7 separate regions of the Mus musculus genome follow, and all the other regions are linked to region 1. Evidence: chromatin contacts called from public HiCAR-type, HiChIP or PLAC-seq and promoter capture Hi-C data. All regions are on one chromosome and are shown on one strand. The core of a region is the stretch at or near the end of the contact, and the rest is flanking DNA. Distances in the headings are between cores, read along the strand shown. Region 1 holds the start of Sptssa (serine palmitoyltransferase, small subunit A). Region 2 overlaps Akap6 (A kinase (PRKA) anchor protein 6). Region 3 overlaps Akap6 (A kinase (PRKA) anchor protein 6). Region 4 overlaps Akap6 (A kinase (PRKA) anchor protein 6). Region 5 has its middle 28 kb from the start of Akap6. Region 6 overlaps Akap6 (A kinase (PRKA) anchor protein 6). Region 7 overlaps Akap6 (A kinase (PRKA) anchor protein 6).

Evidence for each region. Promoter capture Hi-C pulls out the DNA fragments that hold promoters and counts their contacts. HiCAR-type assays count read pairs that join an accessible place to other places. HiChIP or PLAC-seq counts read pairs in DNA pulled down with a chosen protein or histone mark.
Region 2: a contact with region 1 is called in a HiCAR-type map of astrocytes, with 6 times the contacts expected there. The contact joins the enhancer-like site here to the promoter of Sptssa in region 1. A contact is called at or near these places in 5 of 39 promoter capture datasets (the 3T3-L1 cell line, cranial neural crest, frontonasal cranial neural crest and 2 more), 2 of 115 datasets of contacts at active chromatin or transcription factors (astrocytes and embryonic stem cells) and 1 of 9 other capture datasets (embryonic stem cells).
Region 3: a contact with region 1 is called in a HiCAR-type map of astrocytes, with 4 times the contacts expected there. The contact joins the enhancer-like site here to the promoter of Sptssa in region 1. A contact is called at or near these places in 5 of 39 promoter capture datasets (the 3T3-L1 cell line, HPC-7-derived erythroid cells, embryonic stem cells and 2 more) and 2 of 115 datasets of contacts at active chromatin or transcription factors (astrocytes and embryonic stem cells).
Region 4: a contact with region 1 is called in a promoter capture Hi-C map of hippocampal neurons, with 7 times the contacts expected there. The contact joins the enhancer-like site here to the promoter of Sptssa in region 1. A contact is called at or near these places in 12 of 39 promoter capture datasets (the 3T3-L1 cell line, 3T3-L1-derived adipocytes, the C10 cell line and 7 more), 7 of 115 datasets of contacts at active chromatin or transcription factors (embryonic brain, embryonic forebrain, embryonic hindbrain and 4 more) and 2 of 9 other capture datasets (adipose tissue and embryonic stem cells).
Region 5: a contact with region 1 is called in a promoter capture Hi-C map of stem cell-derived epiblast-like cells, with 5 times the contacts expected there. The contact joins the enhancer-like site here to the promoter of Sptssa in region 1. A contact is called at or near these places in 5 of 39 promoter capture datasets (the 3T3-L1 cell line, cranial neural crest, frontonasal cranial neural crest and 2 more) and 1 of 115 datasets of contacts at active chromatin or transcription factors (astrocytes).
Region 6: a contact with region 1 is called in a HiCAR-type map of astrocytes, with 3 times the contacts expected there. The contact joins the enhancer-like site here to the promoter of Sptssa in region 1. A contact is called at or near these places in 4 of 39 promoter capture datasets (the 3T3-L1 cell line, 3T3-L1-derived adipocytes, cranial neural crest and 1 more) and 3 of 115 datasets of contacts at active chromatin or transcription factors (astrocytes, embryonic stem cells and stem cell-derived neural progenitor cells).
Region 7: an H3K4me3 HiChIP or PLAC-seq map of pro-B cells shows a contact between it and region 1, with 8 times the contacts expected there. The contact joins the enhancer-like site here to the promoter of Sptssa in region 1. A contact is called at or near these places in 3 of 39 promoter capture datasets (the 3T3-L1 cell line, cranial neural crest and maxillary cranial neural crest), 4 of 115 datasets of contacts at active chromatin or transcription factors (astrocytes, large pre-B cells, pro-B cells and 1 more) and 1 of 9 other capture datasets (embryonic stem cells).

The regions. Positions count from the first base shown.
Region 1 is chr12:54,654,904-54,658,330 of GRCm38.p6, forward strand. Sptssa (serine palmitoyltransferase, small subunit A) reads right to left here and starts at 1,669. Exons shown (of 2, transcript NM_134054.2): 1 at 1,469-1,669. The coding sequence starts at 1,580.
Region 2 is chr12:53,032,153-53,035,176 of GRCm38.p6, forward strand. The region is part of intron 9 of Akap6 (A kinase (PRKA) anchor protein 6); the gene reads left to right. Among named protein-coding and RNA genes, the nearest start is that of Npas3, 210 kb to the right of the region's middle. Within about 2 kb of position 1,664, at least 157 of the 459 cell types and tissues checked have an H3K27ac peak or open chromatin away from gene starts, as enhancers often do. A contact at or near this core is called in astrocytes, embryonic stem cells and second pharyngeal arch cranial neural crest, where this site is marked.
Region 3 is chr12:52,846,609-52,849,747 of GRCm38.p6, forward strand. All of the region lies in intron 2 of Akap6 (A kinase (PRKA) anchor protein 6), which reads left to right. Among named protein-coding and RNA genes, the nearest start is that of Gm51971, 49 kb to the left of the region's middle. Within about 2 kb of position 1,468, at least 60 of the 459 cell types and tissues checked have an H3K27ac peak or open chromatin away from gene starts, as enhancers often do. A contact at or near this core is called in astrocytes, where this site is marked.
Region 4 is chr12:52,894,068-52,897,487 of GRCm38.p6, forward strand. All of the region lies in intron 4 of Akap6 (A kinase (PRKA) anchor protein 6), which reads left to right. Among named protein-coding and RNA genes, the nearest start is that of Gm51971, 97 kb to the left of the region's middle. Within about 2 kb of position 1,759, at least 82 of the 459 cell types and tissues checked have an H3K27ac peak or open chromatin away from gene starts, as enhancers often do. A contact at or near this core is called in embryonic brain, where this site is marked.
Region 5 is chr12:52,669,605-52,672,876 of GRCm38.p6, forward strand. No RefSeq gene overlaps it. Among named protein-coding and RNA genes, the nearest start is that of Akap6, 28 kb to the right of the region's middle. Within about 2 kb of position 1,982, at least 53 of the 459 cell types and tissues checked have an H3K27ac peak or open chromatin away from gene starts, as enhancers often do.
Region 6 is chr12:53,063,228-53,066,514 of GRCm38.p6, forward strand. All of the region lies in intron 9 of Akap6 (A kinase (PRKA) anchor protein 6), which reads left to right. Among named protein-coding and RNA genes, the nearest start is that of Npas3, 180 kb to the right of the region's middle. Within about 2 kb of position 1,319, at least 41 of the 459 cell types and tissues checked have an H3K27ac peak or open chromatin away from gene starts, as enhancers often do. A contact at or near this core is called in astrocytes and stem cell-derived neural progenitor cells, where this site is marked.
Region 7 is chr12:52,937,812-52,941,216 of GRCm38.p6, forward strand. It overlaps Akap6 (A kinase (PRKA) anchor protein 6), which reads left to right. Exons shown (of 14, transcript NM_198111.2): 7 at 532-695. Among named protein-coding and RNA genes, the nearest start is that of Gm51971, 140 kb to the left of the region's middle. Within about 2 kb of position 1,995, at least 46 of the 459 cell types and tissues checked have an H3K27ac peak or open chromatin away from gene starts, as enhancers often do.

The DNA.
Region 1 (3,427 bases), core at 419-2,918:
ACTGTTTCTTTGCCTGCCTGCCTGGCTTCCTTTTCCTTTGAGTTTTGCTATGTAACCCTGGCTTGCCTGGTAGTAGCTATGTATTATGTACCTCAGGCAGCCTTGAACTCCCAGCATTCCTCTTGAATCAGCTCTCTGAGCATGGTAATCAGTCATGAACCATCACAGCTGGCTTTCATTATTATTATTTAATGGGGCTTTGTCAACATTAATTGTAGTAAGATAATTATCAGTCAAGATTAACTGCTACCCAGCCTGGTCTACAGAATGAGTTCCAGGACATCCAGGGGTACACAGAGAAACCGTGTTTTGAATTAATTAATGAATTAATCAAAAGATTACCTGCTACTATTGAAAAGTTCCAATTAGGCATAAATTTAAATATAGATGTTATCTGACCTACAAAATCCAAAGAGCAAACTGAAGCTACAAATAAACGATTCGGAAAATCAGGCTTTCTTAATCCGGAGCCCCAAATATACATTCTGGTTATTAAACTTTAGGTTAGGAAATAATTGCTCACAGTAATAGTCTTGCAAGACGCTAAAATTTTTCAAGAGTCAGCTCCAAATAACCTCATGCTATTTCCACACCAGCACCCTTGAAAAAGCTTGCAAAGAAGCTCTACCTCAGTCCTAGGAACGCGTTTGTGAAGTTGTTCCTAACAAAGCTAAACCACAAGAAGCTGAGCGGATGAAATAAGCATGTGATGTGGTATATTCTTTTTATATTAAGGAAAGGAGAAGTGGAGCGTTAAAAGAATGAATTGCTAGTATTTCGTCGACACGGAAATCAGAGGATAGCGGCATAGACATTGGGCGAAAACAAACATCAGGCTTCACAACCTTGAGCTATTCGCTGGAGCTGTTAAAATTAGGCAAGATAACATACACACAAAGTGCTCAGCAAAGTCATCACTCAACAATTCTTAACCGGTGATAAACTAAACAACAAAGCACAGTTTGAAACCCCAGCAAAGTCTTTTCTGGGCACAGCTTGTACCTATGATGCAAAGAAGTCATAAATATAACACACTTTTAAAACTGCCATTTTGAAGCCCAAAAGGCCTTTCAGTAACTTACAAACTGCTTTCCAAAACTGTGTGGGAGTGTCAAGACCACGTACTCACAACCTGGTGAACTGGTTAGAGTTCTATCGCTCCAAATCAGGAATAGCTAAGGGTTAAAGACGCCCAAGCCCGGAGCGATTTGCAGCAACCCTGCCTCAAAGAATACTGAAGGATCAAAAGCAGGCGCGGCCGAAGCGGGACAAGGAAGCACCAGGGGAGACGTCGCCCTCCCGACTGCTTGCAGAAATCAGGATGCCTCCACCTTGGGCAGGGGAATTGCGTACAAGACCCGGATCTCCGCGGTTCCACCTCCCTTGACCCCAAGACACCCCCCCACCCCCTTCCAACCCGGCGCGCGCACCCCTCCACGCCCCAGCCAGGCCAGGACACACAGGATACTGAACACGGTTCGCTCCCAGGGCTCCAGCATGTAGAGCGCAGTGACCAGCAGGTACTGGTAGTAGAACCAGGACATCTGCTTCCATGCTCGCGCCAGCGCCATGCCCGCCATGCGCCTCCCGCGGTGTAGCAGCGTCAGGCGGGCCCGCGGCCCGCTCACCTCCTAAAGCCCCAGGCCTTGGGGCCCGCCCGCCACCACCCTGCGCCCATTGGTCCTGCCGAGCCTGCGCGTCACCGTGTACGCCCAACCCCGCGCGCACCCGAGCGGCCACCGCCGGCTCCTCCTGGCTTGCGCTTATTGGCCAAGCGGCCACTTCGTGTGCTCCTGTCCCGCCCCGCGCCTCGCCCGGAGCGAGCTCCCCAGCCCTGGGAAACGGTCTGGGTTTAAGTGCTAGTTCTGCATCTCCACGCGCACGCATGGCGGTTGCAAGACCGGCTTCAGTCCCCACTGGTGTCCATGCGAGATGGTGCCCTTAAGAGGCCGGATCCTTCAGACCAGCCCAGAAGGATTCCTTTAGAAACCAGTGTATGTAATCTCTCTCCTACCTCATGAATCCCTTCTGGGCCAAGAGATGATAGGGCTGGGTGAGAATGCTACTAAAGAGTCGGGCATGCAAATAAACAGTGCCTTGTGCAAGAGGGAATGCGGGGGTCAAAGAGAATGTGGATGCCAAATGACACCCAGCCAAGAAGATGTTGAAAACTGTAGAAGTAATATGTTCATCAGCTCTTCCCTTCCTCCGAGCACATGCGTGAAAACAGACCTATCTAGGATGCGCGCGCGAGTACACACACACACAACACACACACACACACACGCACTAGTATTCCCTAACCTAAAGACAAAAGAATTGGCCATAGACAGTTGCCAATATTTCTATGACTACACTTAGAAAACAACCATGTAGGTCACAATCAAGAGAAGTGCACTTGATCTAGTGGGTTCTAAAGACAGCTTGAGGTCAGCATGTGATCTGTCTCCTAAAGATTCACTCCTATGACCTGCAGCAGTACCGGCTGTATTCCACTCCTCTAAAGCCCATGCACTGTGTGCTTGTGAAATGACATAATTAAGTAGCCTGCAACTCACATGTCTAAAAGTTTCAAACCTGCTGCTTTAAGCTTTAAAACCTTTCCAGGTTGACAGGTATTAACTTAAATTCCTTATGCTCCTTACGAGCAAAGACCTTACAAACAACAATAGACTTGAGATCTGCTTTCACAAGGTGCCTAGTCATTTTATTTTATTTTATTTCGTCTTGTAGGTTACAGAACATCACGGAGGGAAGCCAAGCCAGGAACTCCAGGCAGGAGATTGAAGCAGAAACCACAGAGGAATACTGCTTAGGAGCATGCTCTTTCTGGCTTGCTCAACTTGCTTTCTTAAACGGCCCAGACCCCACTTGCCTAGCAATGGCACTGCCCACAGTAGGGAGGACACGCCCACCATAGACCAATCTCATGTTCCTCAGCTAAGGTTCCCTCTTCCCAAGTGATTCTAGTTTTTTGTGGAAATGAAAAACAAAAACAAAAATAACTTAACCAATATACAGGACCTCACTATGTAGTATAGGCTGGCCTCGATCTCAAAGTAATTCACCTTTCTCAGACTCCTTCGAGCTACGATTACAGGTATGCACCAACCACACCGAGCCTGGACTCATCTTTCAGACACATGATGGTAAGAAGTAAGCTCAGAAACCAAGCTGGATCTGAGCTGGAAGTTTCCTTCTTGCTAGATATCTCCTCCCCACGGCCCCCTTCCAGACAGGGTTTCTTTGTGTGGCCTTGGTTGTCCTAGAACTTGCTCTGGACACCAGCTTAATCAGTCTCAACCAGGCTAACCTCAGACTCACAGAGTGCCAGAATTAAAGGTGTGCACCACCCTTCCCTGGCTGCTGACTACCTTTCATTGTGCCAAAAGATATAAACTGCTGAGGGAGACAATTTTTCAGTGGT
Region 2 (3,024 bases), core at 414-2,913, 1.6 Mb before region 1:
CAGTACCAAATTTTACATTTCAATATTGATTGTACCAAATGAAACAAATTAGCAATCATTCAAACAGTTAGGGAAAATGACACCACACACACACACACACACACACACACACACATACACACACACTTCTTGACAATTTTTTTTTACCTCATTCTTAGTTGATTAATTGGATAGCCTAATTGTATGTTACATTTAAAACTCCATTAAGAAAAGAAAAGTATGCTTAAAATCATTATAATATTTCAAATAACATTATCTGGTCATTTTTAAAGTGACCAGAACTGAATAAAATCCACCCATCTCCACTGCTATCTAGAAATGAACTTGCTTCATTTTTATTAAAGTTCAAAAAGCCCTTAGATTAACTGTCACATTAATTTGGGCATTGATGAATCACTGTTTGATATGGATACTCAGATTTATATTTTTCTCTTTTTAATTTGAGAGAGGGCAAAACTCTTCATGGAATGTTTAGGGGAAAGGCCGATGGGATGTTCCCAAACAACCTATGAAAAATAGTTCCTGCTGGAGCTTGTAAGTTCTATTTGATTCACCTTTTTTTTTTAAAGGGGAGGGAAAGAAGAAAGATTTTAGAGACTAGGATGCTAGGAAACAGTTGGCTCTGTACAGAGGTCGAGGAAGGGAAGCCCTGCCAAGAGTCTCCAAGAGTCTCCTGTGGTGCTGCTGTCCGGAAGGTGCGCTGGCTCTGGGGCTGGCCCTGTGGCATTGTGGCGCTGTTCTCTCTCTGGCTGGCCGGCTCTGGCCTAGAGTGGATCAAACAAGCTGTGGGGGGAAAGTTTCCCTCATTTGCATCACTTCTAGACAGCCCTGTCTTACTCTTTGCTGACAGGAAATCACTGTCTTTGTCACCTTTTCTCAGGGCCCTCCTTTTGGCAGAGATGGGCCATGTGACCACGTTTAATCACAACAGCAGGGCTGGCTGGAGGCTCTGACAGGTTTTCCTCCGCACTTCAATAAATGGGGTGGAGGAGTCAGGAGGAAATGACTACATTAATTTTATAGTGAAAAAGATAATTAACACTTGAAGGCCTGATGCTCTAACGCTAGAACCTATGGGGTTACTATTCAAAACAAAGTAAATTTATCAAAAACTTGTGAAAACTATCTTATTATTATTTATTTTAATCTTGAATGGTGAGATCTGGGCACGTTAGAGGGAAAAGGAGCAGGCAGGAGAGAGGGAGTGATTGCATGTGAGGAAGAGAGAGGAGTGGGGGAAAAAGAAGAGGAAATCCTAGCAGGCATTAGCTCTGTTTGCAAAAGCAACTTAACTGGGCTAAAGCTCCGCCATTCCGGGGCTGGAGGCGGGAGCGTGTAAAGTGCCGCCTCGATGATATGAATAGACACGGGCAAACAAAAGCAGCAGTGTGCTCCTAGAAAACTCTGCTTAAAGGAGTTTCCCTGGCAACAGAAATGCCGTTCCAAAAGTAGACAGAACTTTCCTCAGAAAACATACTATTAATAACAACCTTCCGGAACAACTTGGAACAATTTGACGACTTGGCAATAATGCTGCCAAGCGTCGAGCAAATTAATCTCACACATAGAGTTTATATTTCTCTTGTCTGTGGTTCTGCTGGGGCCCGCCTAGACCTCTGCTTTTCAGTGGCTCAGGGGTGAAAAGTATTTCTCAGTGCTGCCATGGAAAAAGGAAACTAAAGAGACCTCAGTGTCCAACATCACTGGCCAACGGTTGTGTTCAGCCTTGGGAACCTACCAAGAGATTTTAGTTTGAGGAGATGAGTGTATTCCAGTGAGAACTGCTACAGGAAATCACACACTTTAATCGCCCTCTTGAATATCTCTTTCCAATAGAGATGCTTCCTGGAAAAAGACTTACTAAGGGTTAACAGCCTTAGTCTGCCTCTCACGTGAAGCACCTCTGAGGCCATAGACTATATAAACGTAATATATAAATGTAATGCCAAATATAGGCTGACTGTTACTTTTTAAAGAACCATTATTTCTTGTCAGCTCAGAATGGACTCATCTTGGGTCTACTTAGCCAAAGGGAATCATTTGAATTCTCCTAAAGGCTGCTTGCCAGCTGAGAGTCGAATGCTCCCCTCCTCCGACCTTTCTCGAATCCTTGGATGTAAAGGTTAAAAGTAATCAATATCTCATTGTGCTGCTTGGTTTCAGGGTAATAAGTAATAACCATCATGTTAAATCCAAATGATCCCAGATTGCACCTAAATGAGCTGACCCGTTAGAGAGGTGGCGTTAATTGCAATCAGGATAACCAGGAGAGTTTGCTAATAAAAGTTTGATTTAATTGTAAAAGGAACAAAACAAAACAAAATAAAACAAAATTTAATCTTTAACTTTTTGAAAACTTTTACTTAATTAAATAGAAATGCATTATCTGCTTCTATGTTAATCTGAGAGCTTTGGCTCCGTGCCCAGTGTTTGTAAATTTCCTTCCGATTTCTATAAAAGTCCTTACAAGAAAGGGCACTGACTTCTTTGTGTCCCAATACTAAATGAAGCATATGAATTTTATTATTTATTTATTTATTTATTTATTTATTTATTTATTTATTTTGAGACAGGGTTTCTCTGTGTAGCCTGGGCTGTCCTGGAACTCACTCTGTAGACCAGGCTGTCCTCGAACTCAGAAATTCGCCTGCCTCTGCTTCCCAAGTGCTGGGATTAAAGGAGTGTGCCACCACGCCCGGCATGAATTTTAGATAAATGGAAATATCATCTACCAATTTTTTTAGCATCATCTAGTTTTAAACTACTTATATCTTTACAGCTTATATTCATTCTATTTTGACTAATGAAAATTAGTCTAAATAATTTAGAGCTAGAAAATTATATGATGTGTGATTAAACTTTATAGACTGCTATGAGTTTGGGCTTGCTATTTTGTTAAAAATTAGTAAAGTGCCAAAGCTTAAATACGAAAATCAAGTATTCTCATTGACAAAGGAATAGTGATCTGCAAATGATAAGAATTAGGTTTAATGCTCCATGTAATTATATCAGGAAGGGATTGTC
Region 3 (3,139 bases), core at 218-2,717, 1.8 Mb before region 1:
TTTTACCTGTGTGTGTACACATGTATGTGTGTGTGCGTGTATGTATTCATGTGTGTTCATGTGTGTACCTGGTGCTCCTAGAGACCATTAGAACACACTCAATCCATCCCCTGAAGCTGGACTTACAGACTACTAAGCCATCATGTGGTGCTAGGAATTCAACCCAAGTCCTCCAGAGACAGGCAGTGAGAGTGCTCTCAACAACCGAGCCCTATTTCCGGCTAAACTTTTTAGGTTTTTTTTTTTTTTAAAGTTATACATAATAAGGGAATTTTTGGTCTTAGGAGAACTATAGGTGCTATGTCAGATATCTAAAGAGAAAGCAAATTATCCTTCAGTGGAGACTGAGCATCATTGCTCCAAATAAGAGAGGGTTTTGGTTGTAGTTGAAGAGGAAAAAGCCTGTGAATGATGTAAATAGTGAACTCTCCTCCATGGGGTCCTGCACTAATGAAAGGTCTATGCCCATCCCCAGACACTTATGCCTGAAATAACACCACCATAGGGGGACTCGCAGGCTTTATTTTCTTCAGTATCCATGCCTAGTCACCGAGAGGTACCCATTCACAGTCACACTGTCTGGTGTTTCCTTTCGTGGTTTGATGACAGTCGTATAAATTGACTCATCCAGCTATTCTGAGGGAAGAAAGCAGTTGTGTAGAGCCAGAAGATCTGTGATGCCAAATACACACATTTAAAAAAATGGCTTTAGCTCACCATTGGTTTGAATTTAGATTTTACTGTGCTAGACACAGTTTAGTATTCAACAGAGGACACACACTCAGGAACTGAGCTCAGTGCACTCTACCTCTGTCAGCTTATGTTGATGTTTCTTACTGCCTCATCTCTCAGTACCATTGTGCAAGCCTGAAAGTGTTTCTTGCCAGGAAGTTGTCTATGTGGGTTTTCCAGTTGTTTCAGCACAAAGAATTAGTGGATATAAAGTTTCATCTATGATAAAAGTACCTTAAAATATACTATATTTCTTTCTGATATAAAGATGGTTGTACCCTTGGCAATGGGCAAAGAGACACCTTGTCGGTAGTGTTTTCCTTATATTAGGGACAGAGCAGAAGGCAGCCATTTTCTTTTTTTTTGATCCTAGGTTGATACCTGGCTTGGTGGCCCAAGCTGTCTTATGCGTAGGACTCACAAAATTCAAGTCAAATCCAGGCAGCACAGTGCAGCCAGAGGAAGATAAACAGAGACCTAAGACCATTGTGCCACCCACAGACCTGCCCTCCAGTGCACAACACATGTGGGCCACAGACACCCACTTGTTACCACTCCACACAACACAGATGGAGGATGTCACCCGGAGTTGGCAGCCATGTGCCCAGGCTGCAGCAGGAGTCAACACAGTGTTTGGTCAGACAAAAGGGAAAGAGAAGTGGAGCAGCTTGAGCATAATGAAGAGAGATGAAACCGGAGACTGGAGGGTGGAGAGGAGTGGCCAGCTGTGAGCCAGCTCTGCCACCCGGGGCCTTGATGAAGTCCCAGCTTACGCTGCCACGGAGGGCCATGTCTGGGTCTGTGGCTTTGTAGCAGCTGGTGTCGACAATGTCAGTGTTCATGCCTCACTGGAGAACATGGGGATTCCCTGGTTGGGGCAGTCCGTGGGGACTACGTGAATATCCAAGGACTGTGCATAGCTGGCCCTGCTCCTCACTGGATGCAACACTCTGGAGAGCTGGCCCTATCTCTCACTGCTGACAGCATCTGGGGAGGCGGGGCCTGCACCTTGCCCAAGCAGCACAGCGGAGCTGGCCCTTGTGACTGGGCTATGGCTGAGCTGCCCGGGGGGTAAAAGTGTAGGAGAGCCAACCCCACCACTTCCACTTGTCTGCCATGGGGTGGCACAGGCGCAGGGTGATTACCCCCTCCCTTCTGCTCTCCTGCGCGCTACAGTCAATGAGGGGGCAGGGATAGTCCTCCCACCTATTGCAGCTAACGAAGGGGAAAGGGAGAGGGCATCACCCACGTTCCCACACCACCTCACACCAGCTCTCCCACACTTCCGCCCTCCAGGATGGCTCACACACACCTCCTCCACTAGGACCAGCTCTACTGTGGTGCCCAAAGGTCAAGGCTCGCTCTTTAGAGTCCTGCCGCTGGTGAAGGGCAGAGCTGGCTCAGGCAAGTTCAGAGTTCACGACCCGTGAGCATACAATACTGATGGTATCACAGAAACCAGGGATCTCAGACCAGACTGACAACAATCATTGCAATGATCATTTACAAGTAAAGATGTGTGGGAAAAGGGATAGACTGTGGGACACACTGCGACACACTACAGCTTCCATAAAGAGATGTTTTTATGCTTTATTTTGTTGTTGTTTGTTTATCTGTGTTAGTTTGATTAGGGGTAGGTTGCAAGGGTGGATACGAGGGGACGGGGAGATGAGCCGGACTAGGGTGCGTGATGGGAAACTCACAAGGAATCAATAAAAAGTTAAAAAAACTGTTGTACAAAATCAAGTCAAATGACATTCTCCCACAACCCCCCCCCCCGCCCGTGTTCTGTAGTGAGAACGTCTACTGACCATGTAGTGTTTAGTCATTTAGACTTCTAATCTGTGTTCACATTCTTTTTTTTTTTCCTTTTTTTTTTAAAAATTAGATACAGCCTTTATTGACTACTATATGTGACCAGTTATCTTACCTCACAGAATATTTTGGAGTTAATATATAAAGATTTAGTTTTTATATTCAGTTTTTTTTTTTTTGGTTGATTGATGATTCAATAATGCATTCAAGGAGTCAAAATTCTTAAGGTGGTAAGCAGGATGGCTTCCCATGGGAAGGTGCCTTGCCTGTTACTCCTAACACACAGTCTTCTCTCTGGGGGCAACTGCTGCCAGTTACCTTCTAGACGGAATGCATCTAGCCATGCACCTCAGCACAGAAGCGAGCTATATATAGCATCACTGAGCCTGTAGGAGGAGGAGATCCCAGTTACCCAGTCTCTGTCCTCTTACAACAACGACCCCAGCAAAGGAGCCTCTAGCTAGTGACTCTGTGTCTACTCCAAACTGAGAGATTCATCATCCTAGAGGAGTATATCATACCTAAGTCTGCCCGTTTTGGTGCTTCCAATAATTGTAGTCATATAAGATGTATCTTTGTGTATTTGGCTTCT
Region 4 (3,420 bases), core at 509-3,008, 1.8 Mb before region 1:
CTCATCCCTGCCTCTTTACTCTTCTGGACCTTGTCTTCACTCCAGCTCCCGAGAAAGAAAGAGAGAAAGGCAGCCAGCTTTCTTCTGTGGACGTGAATGTTTGACATATTTCTTCTGTTCACACACCATTGGTCCAGGTCACCAGGGAGCTTCAGAAATGAACCAGCGTGTTATTGCTACAGATATGTCTTGCTGTAACTGCTGCTTAGAACAACTTGGTGAAAGGAGGGGACTGTGAAGTTAGAAGGAAAGGGGCCAGAGAGGGAATCGAATGCCAAATATCTGCACAGCAAAGTTACGAAATGAATCTGTTTAATGAATGTATGACTACATGAATGAATGACTGTAAGAAGCTAAGTGTAAGCTTCTTCTAGACTAGGGTCATAAACCAATGATCCAAGGGACCAGGTGGATTGTGGAAATGAGTCGTATAGGATGCATAAATGAGGGACAGTGGGCTGATTCAACTGGAGCCTACACAACATGTCTAAAGGACAACACCTCTCAGCTGCAGATGCCATTTGTGTGGGAATGTGACTTTGTACGGCAAGAGATTTTTTTTTTTTAAGTAGGAAACCTACATTTTATGTGACATCTCTCAGTTTTAAAATTTTAATCTGAGCCGTTTTTAAATAGATCCAATAAACACATTCATGGCAAAGATTTGGCTTCAAGTCACCAAGCTGCCATCTTTGATGGGAAACTACTTAAGGTTTTTAAGCATATAAGATTGGTAGCTTCTATACATTAATCTGACCCTCGTTTGGGGACATGCCTCTAAGCCATGGCGATTTTCAGCTGTGGCTGCTCGTTACAACTGCTGGAGGTTATCCCAAACACCCCAACCTCAAACCTTACCCCAGAGCGATTAAATCAGGCCCTATTGCTTTACAAACTCTTCCAGGAGGTCTGGCAGGATGGCTCTGTGCATGAAGGCGCTGGCGTGCAAGCCCGGAGCTCTGAGTTTGATCCCTGGGACCCACTAAAGGAGAATGGAGAGGATCAGTCCCACAAACTGTCCCCTTACTGCTCTGCACGTGGTATGGCACATACATATGCACACACTAATAACAATTGTTAAAGTTCTTCAAGCAGTCGCAATGTTCAATTAAATTGCACAGTAATCCTTTAGGGCCAATTTTAAAGGGTTTTGCAGTAGGCTGTTTATGTTACTACATAACTGTGGATCCATAAAGATGATTTGTTACGTTTTTGGGTCTGTCTTAAAATAAGAAAATGACTGGGCGTGGTGGAACACGCCTTTAATCCCAGCACTCTGGAGGCAGAGGCAGGCAGATTTCTGAGTTCAAGGCCAGCCTGGTCTACAGAGTGAGTTCCAGGACAGCCAGGGCTATACAGAGAAACCCTGTCTCGAAAAAAACAAAACAAAACAAACAAACAAAAAAAGCGGAGAAAAAGCTAATTTTCAGATTTCAAGTTGAAAATTGGGGGCTAGGAGAAGTAAAGATTTAATAAACGGTTCTCAGGGAGCACATCAAGTTAGGTTACGCAGTAAATGTTATCTTAAATGCCAACACTATGGCCGTAATCCAAGTTGAGAATTCTAAATCAACACAATGGTTTTAAAGATAAGCCCACAAAATTCTCTTTAGGGATAAAATAATAAGTCTTCAGAGTAATGTGTTGTGGCAACGCCAGGAGAGAAACGCAGCCTTGCATTAACCCTGCTGATAGATTTGTTGAGCGTGCCAAGGTCATTGTTCAAGGTTGGTTGAGAAGAACCACAGCTTAGAAACAAATCCCTTCTTGTTTTCCCAGGAGGAATGCTGCAGTGCCTTCTGTGGTTTCTACAAAGCTTGCCATGGGCCTTGACAGAATATTAGTGATGATTTACCACCACCGTGAGGCTATGCTAGGCACTGCATCTGGTTCTCTTGGAAAAAAAAAAAAGTTCTGTTCACAAATATAAATGTGAAAATGAAAATCTCAAAAAAATTGTAGGGTGGTGTGTGTGTGTGTGTGTGTGTGTGTGTGTGTGTATGTGTGTGTGGTGTGTGCTGTGGTGTGGTGTGTGTGTCTGTGTGTGTGTGTGTGTGGTGTGGTGTGTGTGGTGTGTGTGTGTGGTGTGGTGTGTGCTGTAGTGTGGTGTGTGTGTGTGTGTGGTGTGTGTGTGGTGTGTGGTGTGGTGTGGTGTGTGTGTCTGTGTGTGTGTGTGTGTGTGCTGTGGTGTGTGTGTGCTGTGGTATGGTGTGTGTGTGTCTGTGTGGTGTGGTGTGTGGTGTGGTGTGTGTGTGATGTGTGTGTGTGCGCTGTGGTGTGGTGTGTGTGTGTGTGGTGTGGTGTGGTGTGTGTGTGTGTGGGTGGCGTGGGATGTGTGGGGGTGGTGGTGGTGTGGGGGGTGGTGTGTGTGTGTATCTGTGTGGTGTGTGGTGTGTGTATGTGTGTGTGTGTGTGTGATGTGGTGTGTGTGTGTGTGTGTGTGTGTGTGGTGTGGTGTGTGTGTGTGGTGTGTGTGTGTGTGTGGTGTGTGTGATGTGGTGTGTGTGTGTGTGTGTGGTGTGTGTGTGTGTGTGTGGTGTGTGTGTGTGTGTGTGTGGTGTGTGTGTGTGGTGTGTGTGGTGTAGACTCTTTCTTGGTATGGAAGGACCATGACTAGGGAAGAAACCCAGGTATCCGTATGACTACAGCAGCAAGATGCCGTTGACATTCAGGTTTACATTTTAAAGACAATTTTAAATTTTGAGAGAAGGAGGGCAAGAAGGAGAGAGAGAGATAAGGATATAGGAGAAGATGAGGAGAGAGAGGGGGGAGGGGGAGAGAGGGGAAGAGGGAGAGAAGGAGGGTTTTTCTGCCTTGTGAGCTCCAGGCTGGCTACCCCATGAACCTCTGAGTGACTATCCAGTCCCCTCCTACCAGCTCATAGGAGCACTGGGGTTGGTGGCCTGGTAGCAGCATCTCCAGCTTTTGACGTGGTCCTGGGATCCAAGCCAGGTCATCAGGCTTGTGTGGCAGCTTTTATCCATTGAGTTATCCTGCTGACCCACGTTTAAAAATACAATTAAAGCAACGCTTAGGACCCCAGTGAATTATTCTCTTCTCCTTTAAACATGAAACAACAACTTTTCATTACTGTGTGGTATTTTGGAAGGAGACAATCACAAATCTGAAAAAAAAAAAAGATATCCTCTGTTGCTTACTTGTAGAATTTCAGGAAAGATACTAAATAGCCATTCCTTTCATACTTTATCACATTTGATTGATAAAATATGTAGATAATACCACCGTTATTAGTGAAGAAAGATAGAAAAGCTACTACTCTGACCAATGATTCACAGTGGGCAATTGAGTTTTATTCACAACTCCACTTATTAATTACGAACACTTAAGTCTCTTCAAGTTTACAATCAAAGTTCTATGATTTTAGTTTGATTTTATTTCTTGAGATATAATCTAACTTTG
Region 5 (3,272 bases), core at 732-3,231, 2.0 Mb before region 1:
GCTTTTTCTATGTGTTCTGGGGATCCAAACTCAGGTATACATGTTGTACAACAGACACTTTACCAACTGAGACACCTCCACCGCCCCTTGGTTAATTTTTGTCTCCATCTGCTTCTCCATGTTTAAAAGGCATTGGTATATGAGATATTAAAGGGAAGAAAAGAATTGGTATCCTTTAAGTCTACGCTTGTTATATCAGTCAGGGGGTTGTCAGAGAAATATGTATATGCATCCTAGGGTGACTCCAAGGTCAATCCTTGTAACAAATTTCTCCATGTGCATACGTGTATGGATACACATCACATGAATATGTATAGGTAAGTCTAATGGGAGAAGATAGGTCACTGGGGACACAACTGTGATGGTTGTTAGGTGCCAGCCACTTTCTTTTTCTCTTTGATTCCCGGGTGCCATGATCTGAGCAGTGTTTCTCTGCTGTGCATTTTCACTTGCTGCATTGCCTTGTGCAGGCCTCAAAGCAAGCGGGCCAAGTAACCAGAGACTGAGGACCTGCAAAACTCGGAAAAAAAAAAAGAATTTTTAAAAAATTTGATTTGCCTCAGGTATTTTGTTACAGTAATGTAAAGCTTACTAACCCAAATCTATCAAGGACAGGCTAAATTTATTCAGCGTTTTGCTGTCTCTGATCTCTCTTTATGTCAGTTGACTCTTGCTTAGATTCCAGTTTCCTTAACCACATGTCTGAATTTTGAAACTTGTATAGGCAAGAATTTTTCTGATGGCTCTATTTAATGGTCATATCAGATAATTCAAGTAACTTGACCTTGATTTATTTTGGGAGCATATTTATAATTAATAAACACATAAAGTATAATTTAGAAATGCCCATTAAAATAGAACATAAATATCTACTAATATATAATCCCTTGATCTAGTTAATCCTTCTACCAGGAGCTGTATTTTGCTAAAATAGTTTGAGAAATATATAATGATATTAGTAAATACAAGATTGGTTAAATAAGCACACACTTAGAACAAACTGTTCTCTTTAGCTGTTAGAGTAAAGTATATTTATCAAGTAACAACAATAACTAGAACAAAACAAGTAGCAAAAGAGTATATAATAATTTTATCTTAAATATCTACATATATGTACAAATAGTCCATGTAAATATTTTTGAATGTCTAAAAGAGAGTTAAAACAACTGTCAAGAGAGATGTGTGTGTGTATGTGTGTGTGTATGTGTGTGTGTATGTGTGTGTGTGTGTGTGTGTGTGTGTGTATGTGTGTGTGTGTGTGTGTGTGTATGGGACACATTTTCTTTATTTGTTGTATTTTAAATGCCTTTCTCCCTTGATCACTAATTGAGAAGATGCCTTACAGTTGGATCTCATGGAGGCATTTCCTCAACTGAAGCTCCTTTCTCTGTGATAACTTCAGCTGTGTCAAGTTGACACAAAATTAGCCAGTACATCAAGTAACAACAATAACTAGAACAAAACAAGTAGCAAAAGAGTATATAATAATTTTATCTTAAATATCTACATATATGTACAAATAGTCCATGTAAATATTTTTGAATGTCTAAAAGTGAGTTAAAACAACTGTCAAGAGAGATGTATGTGTGTATGTATGTGTGTGTGTGTATGTGTGTGTGTGTATGGGACCCATTTTCTTTATCTGTTGTATTTTAAGTGTTTTGATTTTCAATAACTATAATATATCCCTTTTACAATAAAAATACTTAAATACTTGTTTCCATAAAATGTCTTGACTCCATCAAGATTTATCAGACAGCATGAGCAAGGGGGAACGTTGACTCTGAGCTCTGGGGAGGGCTGCTGAAGTCACACTGGTTATATTTTATCTAAAGAATGGTATCCTAACCAAACCATCAAGCCTAATTAAATATGGGAAATGTGTGGCTGGAGAGGCCGTCACACACATGCCTCTGGGGACTCATCCTTCCCACTCCCTCTGGATCTTTCCAGTGCATTAGCTAAGCAGCAGTTAGAAAGGCCTTTTCAGTCGCAGCTGCTGCCTTCTCATGTGTCCTTCTGATCAGCCCTTGGAGAACAGCAGGCTCTGAGCCTGACCGCCCTGCCAGTTGATTGCTTCCAAGCTGGCCCGCCCCCTCCTTGCACCCTCCCTGCCCCCTCCCGTCCCCGTCCCCCAGCCATTGTTCTTTGAGCAATCAATAGGAAACGGCTTTCTGCTCCAGGGTGGGCTGTATCAGGAGGGAGGCACTCACACCCTGGGTCCTTATTAGGGACAATCCCAGACCTGAGATCTTAGCTATCACCATAGCCAATGGCTTTATTTGGGTGAGAAACATGTTCTTTCTGGCATCCATTCTGTACTCCTGGGTGTTTGGATTATGAAAGAGAATTGTTTGCTGCTCTTCCTGTAAACCTGAAGCTCCCATCACCTACCCCTCACCCCTACATCCCACAGAAGTTGCTCCAGGAGATTCCCCAAATCGGAGACAGGACAAAGACATTATTCATGTAAAGGTGGCAGAGCAGAACAATTCAGGGCGGTTAATCACAGGAGGAACGCTGGGTTGAGTTCTGGTGTGGTGGCAGCTCTATGACAGCAGAGTCAGTGGTGGGAGATCGAACCACCCACAGAAGACAAGAAATCCTTCTGGAGAGGTCCCTCTTGGCTCCCAACACCAGAACTAGGCTCCCTCAGCTCATGTTACATCAGAGTTGGAACATGGCTGTTTTCTGCCGACTATACGAGTGGCCATCAATGGCCCTGATTCTCTTCCCCTACTTTTTACTCAGTGATTATACTGACATTGAAAGATGGGAGTGGGAAAACCAAGGTGGGCACTGGAAGACGCTTTTCTCTGTATTGAAGCTGAATCATCCAACTTTCTTTCCCGTCTAGTACATTTTTACTTTTATTATTTAATAACATTTTGCATACCTTTTTGTGTTGCTCAACTTCAATATTTTCTATATTATTACAAAGTCAGTTTTGTTTTTTGTTATTATAGAAGTGTGTGTGTGTGTATGTGTGTGTGTGTGTGTGTGTGTGTGTGTGTAGCTTATTCAAACAGGGAAGATTCTGTATTCCATGGTGATAAATTTTGCCATAAGACTTGCCTTTTTCAAGTCAAGGACCTTTCTGCACACAGCAGAGCTGCCTGGTACACGAGTACCTGTGTGCTTGCCTTCACAGGCACACAGTGGGCCTCACTTTTTATAGCCTCTGAAGTCCCCCATTGCACACATCTTCCTCGGTGCCGCCTGGTGACTGCACTGGTGAGTGGCATGTGAGCGGAGCTGACTCCTGCCCCTAG
Region 6 (3,287 bases), core at 69-2,568, 1.6 Mb before region 1:
TCATTAGAATAAAGATTGTCTACCATTTAGGTTACATTGTTCCTCTGCACAGAGACCCCATGCAAATTTCTGTTCAGAGAGAAGAGCTGTGAGGCTGTCAGAGGTCATCTGCATTAAATGATTGCAGCTATTTTCCAACCGCTTCTTTTCATTCTACTCAATTCAGGCTAGGAGGATCAATCAAGTTTTCTGCCTGAAACAGTAGGACTGCAGGGAATATAACTGTTTTTGGTAGGAGTGGATATGCCCTAAACAGTGTTAAATATTTAATATAAACTCATTAAAGGCCATGCAAAGGCTTGAGAAAGATGCCACATTTATAGAAATATCAAGGGGGACAGGGCACCCTTTTGAAAAAATAAACAACAGTAATTATCAATTTTATAATTCCAGAAGATGTAATCACAATATTTCTTAGAATTAGTGACTCTTTTCTGCTGTTTTTTTTCCCCCACCCTTGATTTGGGTTAGGAAAAGGGGAACTGGGAGACTTCATATTCTTATATAGTATTTTGCAAGAAGTTGACAGGAAAAGTTTTCAGTTTGTTGGTGCTTCTATTTTAACTCAGTAACAATAAATCCTAACCTGGCTGCATTTGTTTTAAAACACATAGATATTCTTTATGTAAAAGAAAAAAAAATGATTGGGGAAATAAGTCGCCTCGTCTCCTCCTTAAGTTTCCTGAGTGATATAATTGGAATTAAATTATTAATGGGAGATACTTTTAAAAAGATTGTTTTATGATCTCCTATTAGGGAATTTGCAATTCATTTTAATATTTGTAGTTTGATTTATATTAAAGATAATGCAATCTATGTTCAATTAACAATACATGGCCAATGTAATGTGATTTCCAGATCATGCAAATGGAATAAGCTAGAAGTGTGTTGGGGGGGGGGGGACTCCATTCTTAACCTCAGATGTAATTTGCTGTGCGAGTTCTGGCAATTTTAAATGACATTGCACTTTTTAATTTTTCCAAAGGCTCAGCAGCAAATTTATCCCAATCAAGAAAGCCTATTATTAATTTACAAGGACAATTGTAGGAGTCCTTATAATTTCTTTGTGCAATTATTCACCATAAATTCTAATGGTAAAATACAAATAGTTTGCAAGAAATAACCACCATTACTTGTCTTGCGCTTGAGCCTTCTTCTTGAATCTTGAACATCCTTTCTAAGTGTTAGTGATACTGACTCCTTGTAAAGCATCCCAGGCTTTTGTGGGAAGCTGGACATTGGCTGTCTTAAAGAGGGCAGCACCAGAGCCGCCGCAGAGGCAGTCCTGGCCTCTACCAGTCCAGCTGAGCTGTGGACCTGGACTTTCCTATAAAAAGATTCTTTGTTCACCACTGAATAGCATTAGGCATGGGCTAGCTGAGGGGCCACCATGAAGCCTCAAAAGAGGAGGGCAAACACTAGCTAGAGAATACAGTGTGAGAGTCACAGACATAGCCTTGCATTTGTGAGCAAAATACATATTTTTACATATTATTTTGCGGTAGTTTGGTTAGTATGTGTTCCCTGAATATACTTTCTTATTGATACACTAAGATACATTGTGTCTTCACAGTGTGTTTTCTTTTCCTGGGGGATTTGGGGTGGCAGTGGGGGTGGGGGGGGAATAATCACCACAAATATACAGGTGTTTGAGATACTAATTTGCACAGGCAAAGATTCAAATGTGTCATTATTATAACTAGATCATTTGCCTTGTCTTAACTCTTCTAAATATAAAGTCACCTGATGGCCGGTTTAAAACAACATCCTCAGGATAGAAATACTCAAACGCTCATGACTCAGAATTGGACAGCCGTTATTCTTTAATCAGGAAAATTGTTTGCTTTAATTCGTGTGTTCCTCATAGCCGAAGCTTCGCTCTCTCCGTTTAGTAATGTCTGCTCTCTTTTCAGCATGACCACCAGAAGCACCATACAAAAGTCTTACAATGAACGTCTTAATCTCTCTGTGTGCTTTTAGAGCATTATTTTGAATTCCATCATGCTGCCTTTTTTTCTCCCCTCTTCTGATGTTTTATTACAACAGCAGAATTCCCAGGGAGCTTTGGGGGCAAGGTTCACATAATATAGCCCTGAAGTTTTGCTAGGTGGGAGCTATCCCCCAGGCCTGGCCATCTTTTGGCAATCTTACTATTTCAAGAAAGAAAAAAAAAAAGATTCTCGGGGTAGAGTCTTTCACAGCGTTAGCTGGATAGGGTTTATGTTTTACTTTTTTTTTTATTTACTAGAGAGTGAATATCTACAACCCTTTCATGATGCTTTCTTTCGCTGACCTCACCGTGACAAGGCATCTTGTTCTTTAACATTGAGGGAGGCAGAAAAATGCTTGAGTTTCTCAATGTGTGCCTTCTATACCAGTTTCAAAATGGCTTATTCTTCTGGTTTCCATGGTGACAATTAACACTGTTTCAAGGCATTGTTCCACTCTCCATTTGGGCAGAATTTTCGGTGTGATTTTTAACAAAAAGAGAGAGAGAGAGAGAGAGAGAGAGAGAGAGAGAGAGAGAGGAAGAAGAAAAAGGGGGAAGGTTTTAAGAGAAGGAGGAATGTCTGGCAAAAGTGTCAAAAAAGTTATCTCAATCAAGCCTGTATTTGCTACTAAAGTCATTTATTTTTATAAATCCATGTTTTATTTTTACTGGCTTTGATAGTTCAGTTTTAGTATTTGTGCGTTTAAAATGTAAATTATAAGTAAGAATTCCAATTTTAATTCTTAGTTGAAACAATGAATTACTATTAACTCTGTATTTCCTTTAACTTTTCTTTATACCCAAAGAAATAGCTTTTAGGACACTAGTAGCCTGAATCTTTAATTTAGATCATTCACAAATCTATTAAGAGGATTCATTAGACCAAATTGAATTGGCCAAGCAAATACACTTAATAATGTAAATATGCTCTTTGAATAGAGTATATTTTATTTTTGACCAGACAGCACGGCCCACAGCAGGAGCTGTGGAAAGTTAAATATGGGATGTTTATTTACCTTAGCACTCAAGAAAGCCAGCTGACTTTAACTTGGCTAATCTCATCTTTGGCTATTGAAAACTCGTCTGTATCATAGCCTTCCCACACCACGGAACATGACGGGGCAGCTTCTGCTCACTTACTGCTGTGGGTGAAATGAAGATGAAGATGGAATGATCTTCTCACCACGGGATGGAGAAGCCCCGTGGTAGGGGGATGGAGAGCAGATAAAGCTGGTGGCTGGTTCTATCCATCTAATGCTTCCGAAGAGATGCTAGAGACAGAAGAGCACACGTACAG
Region 7 (3,405 bases), core at 745-3,244, 1.7 Mb before region 1:
TATCCTGATAGTCAAAGACCACAAAACAGGGTGAGTTGAAGCTCCCCCACTCCCCTGCACTTACTATACAAACGGGAAAAGAACCGCATTAAGCAGATATGTTAATGCCAAATAGCAGTCTCTTGATTCTGGCCTATTTACTGTATTTCCAGTTGAATTACCTGTCTGTTTTCAGATATCTTTCTTTCTGATCATTAGGAAGTCTCCATGCAGATAAACCCAGGGCCTTTATACTGGAGGTGTGAAGCTATAGCCTTAATGACATTTACACACCACGATCCTTCCACTTTTATTGTTCACACCAAACCACCAAGTCTGCGTCAGTTTCTGCACATGCCTGCCCTGTTTCTGCATTGTTATGTCTTAGCATTGCCAGTCTCAGCTCTGGGTGGCAAGTGCCAGGCAATGGGAAGGTCGTTTAGAAGCATGTGTACGGCTTGAAATAGCCACCCAGCTTTCTATGTCACAACCCGTAGCGGGGTAAAGATGCAGCCGGGCCCACAACTTGTGCTTTCCTCTCCTTTGGAGAAGGACTGAAGGACATGCTGAAGATGATTGCAAGTCAATGGAAGGAGCTGCAGAGGCAAATCAAACGGCAACACAGCTGGATTCTCAGAGCCCTGGACACCATCAAAGCCGAGATACTGGCTACTGATGTGTCTGTGGAGGACGAGGAGGGGACGGGGAGCCCCAAGGTAAGTGGCTTGAAGTTTGCCTTATTCCCTCTTATTCCTGTCTTCTTTTGAACTAGGCACCACTGAAGTTTTCTTTCCACCCCTAAGGCTCTTCTTTTCTAGTGGGTAAACTTTGTAACTCCTCTGTCTCTGTCTCTCTCCTCCCATATATATATATATATATATATATATATATATATATATATATGTATGTATATATATCTTGGCTGAAAACAAAACAAAAGGCGACAACTTTCAAGTTTTCCAGGAAGAGGTCTCTTTGTACAAAGTAGCAGAGCAGAAGGGGGACAGGATTCTCAGGGGGTGGGAGGAAGAGGGGGGGCGCATAAAACATTTAGTAAACAAAACATAAAGCATCTTTAACATGAATAATCAGAATGGTTTTAAATTGTTTTGTTGCAACTATAAATCACTATAATCAGTGCAATCACTCAGCTCTGACATCCATTAGCCGCTTGGTTACAGCAAATTAACAAAGAAGAGAGAAAGTGATTCATTATCTCATTCCTGTTAATGACTATCAGATGCATTGCCTAATTAGGGGATGGTCATTGTAGTGGGAAGAAGGTCATGTGCTTTGCTACAAATCTTTTTGCTCAGAGTGTAACTTCTCCATAATGGCGCCTGCACCGAATACAGCAAAGTATTTTTTAAAAACGAGTATTGGCATGTTTTGATTATCCATTTTGGATTTACAAAATAGCCTGTGGAACATATGCCGCTGAACATTAAATGAGGCGCCTTTTAAGTCGGAACACTACGGTCGTAAAGGTATTCTTTGGATTTACAATGTCGAAAACAATTTTATTAATCTGACATTTTCTTAACAGTTTCTCAATTTGTGAAAGGGACTCCAGAAATTAGTTGCCTGGTAGACTCAGGATCTGAACATATTGTAGCACGGGGGAGACAGATTGAAAAGTTCATAGTTTCTATTCCTGGAACGGACAGAGCGAGTAACACTCCCCAACCGCATTTCTTCAGCACGCGTGTGCACGAGCATTGCGCTCTGAGTGAGCTAGCACCCACTGTGCCCTCTGAGACTCAGACTTTTAATACAGGCAGAGCAGAAACCCAAGCCAGCCTCACAACATTGAGACCGTGCAGCCTGTGAAAAGCCCAGGGGATTCCCTTTATCTGTTGGCACCAGAATTGAACGGCAAGATCAGCCCAACTGGAACCTAGGTCGAAGAGGTCACGTTTCAGGAAACACCTGAAGAAAGAGAGAGAGGTGCGTGGCACATGAGCACATATTTTAGGAAGTGACCTGATGGGAGGTTCAAAGCTGCAGCTAGCACCAGGGACCTGACTGTAGTCAGCAGACATCTGCTTGCAGAGGAAGCAGTTGATTGGCAACGGCTTCACTGTGGAAGTGGAGCCGAAATGACAAGAAAGCACAGAACTAAAAGCTGGGTTGTGTTTTATTTATTTAACAGAAAGAGGGGCTGAGAGGTAGACTCATGGTAGAGTACTTGCCTAGCATACATGAGGACATAAGCAAGATTGCCAACACCACAAAACCAAACCAAAAGCTCTGTCATGTCCAATTCCCATTCACTGGCTGCCCTGTATTCAGCCATCACAGCAAACACTAAACACAGTCAAGAGACCCCAGAGAGGTTAACCAGTTTGCCTAAGGGCAGACAGCCACTAAATCTCAGAGCTAGGGCTCCAGGCTGCACTTCCAGGCTTAGATCCCCTGTTCTCCCTCTCCACTGTCTGCTCCCTGCTGCCTGGGCTCAGTGTGCATGTAGAGCTGTTAGAGAGGTGGGGCTTGTGGGGATGGAGGGTTAGGATGCTTTTGAGACTGTACTATTAAAACGATGAAGGGAAACAGGTCGCAGGACAGAAGAGACTCAGAAAAGTTGAGGGAGGGTTGCCATGAGGGAGTGACATGCCACAGAGTAGTGGTCTGAGAAGGGTAAGCATCGAGGAGGAAGCTGTTGACTTGTGTGTGTGTGTGTGTCTGTGTGTGTGTGTGTGTGTGTGTGTGTGTGTGTGTGTGTGTCTGTGTGTGTGTCTGTGTGTGTGTCTGTGTGTGTGTCTGTGTGTGTCTGTGTGTGTGTGTGTCTGTGACTAAGTGGGAAATAACCCTGGATTTCTGTGTAGATACATTCTCCACTGTCTATAAGTCACGAGGCAGGGGTGGATGACTTACATGAGGAAGGGAGGACATGATATACCACAGGGATCTCCAGAGACGTGCACCTCAGACTGATGGGAGAGCTGTGGTGTGGTGTGGTGTGGTAAAGCTGGTCAACAGGACTGGGTTTCAGTCAGCTTGTTTCCTGAGCCAGAGCAAAAGAGACAACATCTGCCTTCTCAGAAAACCTCCTCTGAGCACAGGTCGCTCCTCACGTTCTAACAGGAACTCCTGTAAGAGGCGTACTGCCCCCCCCACACACAGAATCAATGAATGGGAAGATGTCTGAGACATTGACACTTAAATAGCAGACAGTACCAGCTAAAGTGTTTCAACAAGGATTGTATGATTAAACTGAGCTACATTTTATTCTGGCAAAATGTTCCATGGCCATTAGAGAGCAGTGTTTTAGAGGGCTTTGTAAAAAGTAGATGATACCTCTATTTAGCTATGTATTTCAAAATAACTTTGACTTTTCTAAGTCTCTACCTTGACCAAGAACTACTCTAAGAAGGGAAAAAAGAGTAAGTATAAAGTGTAAGAGTTAAAAATTATTTAAAAGGTCAA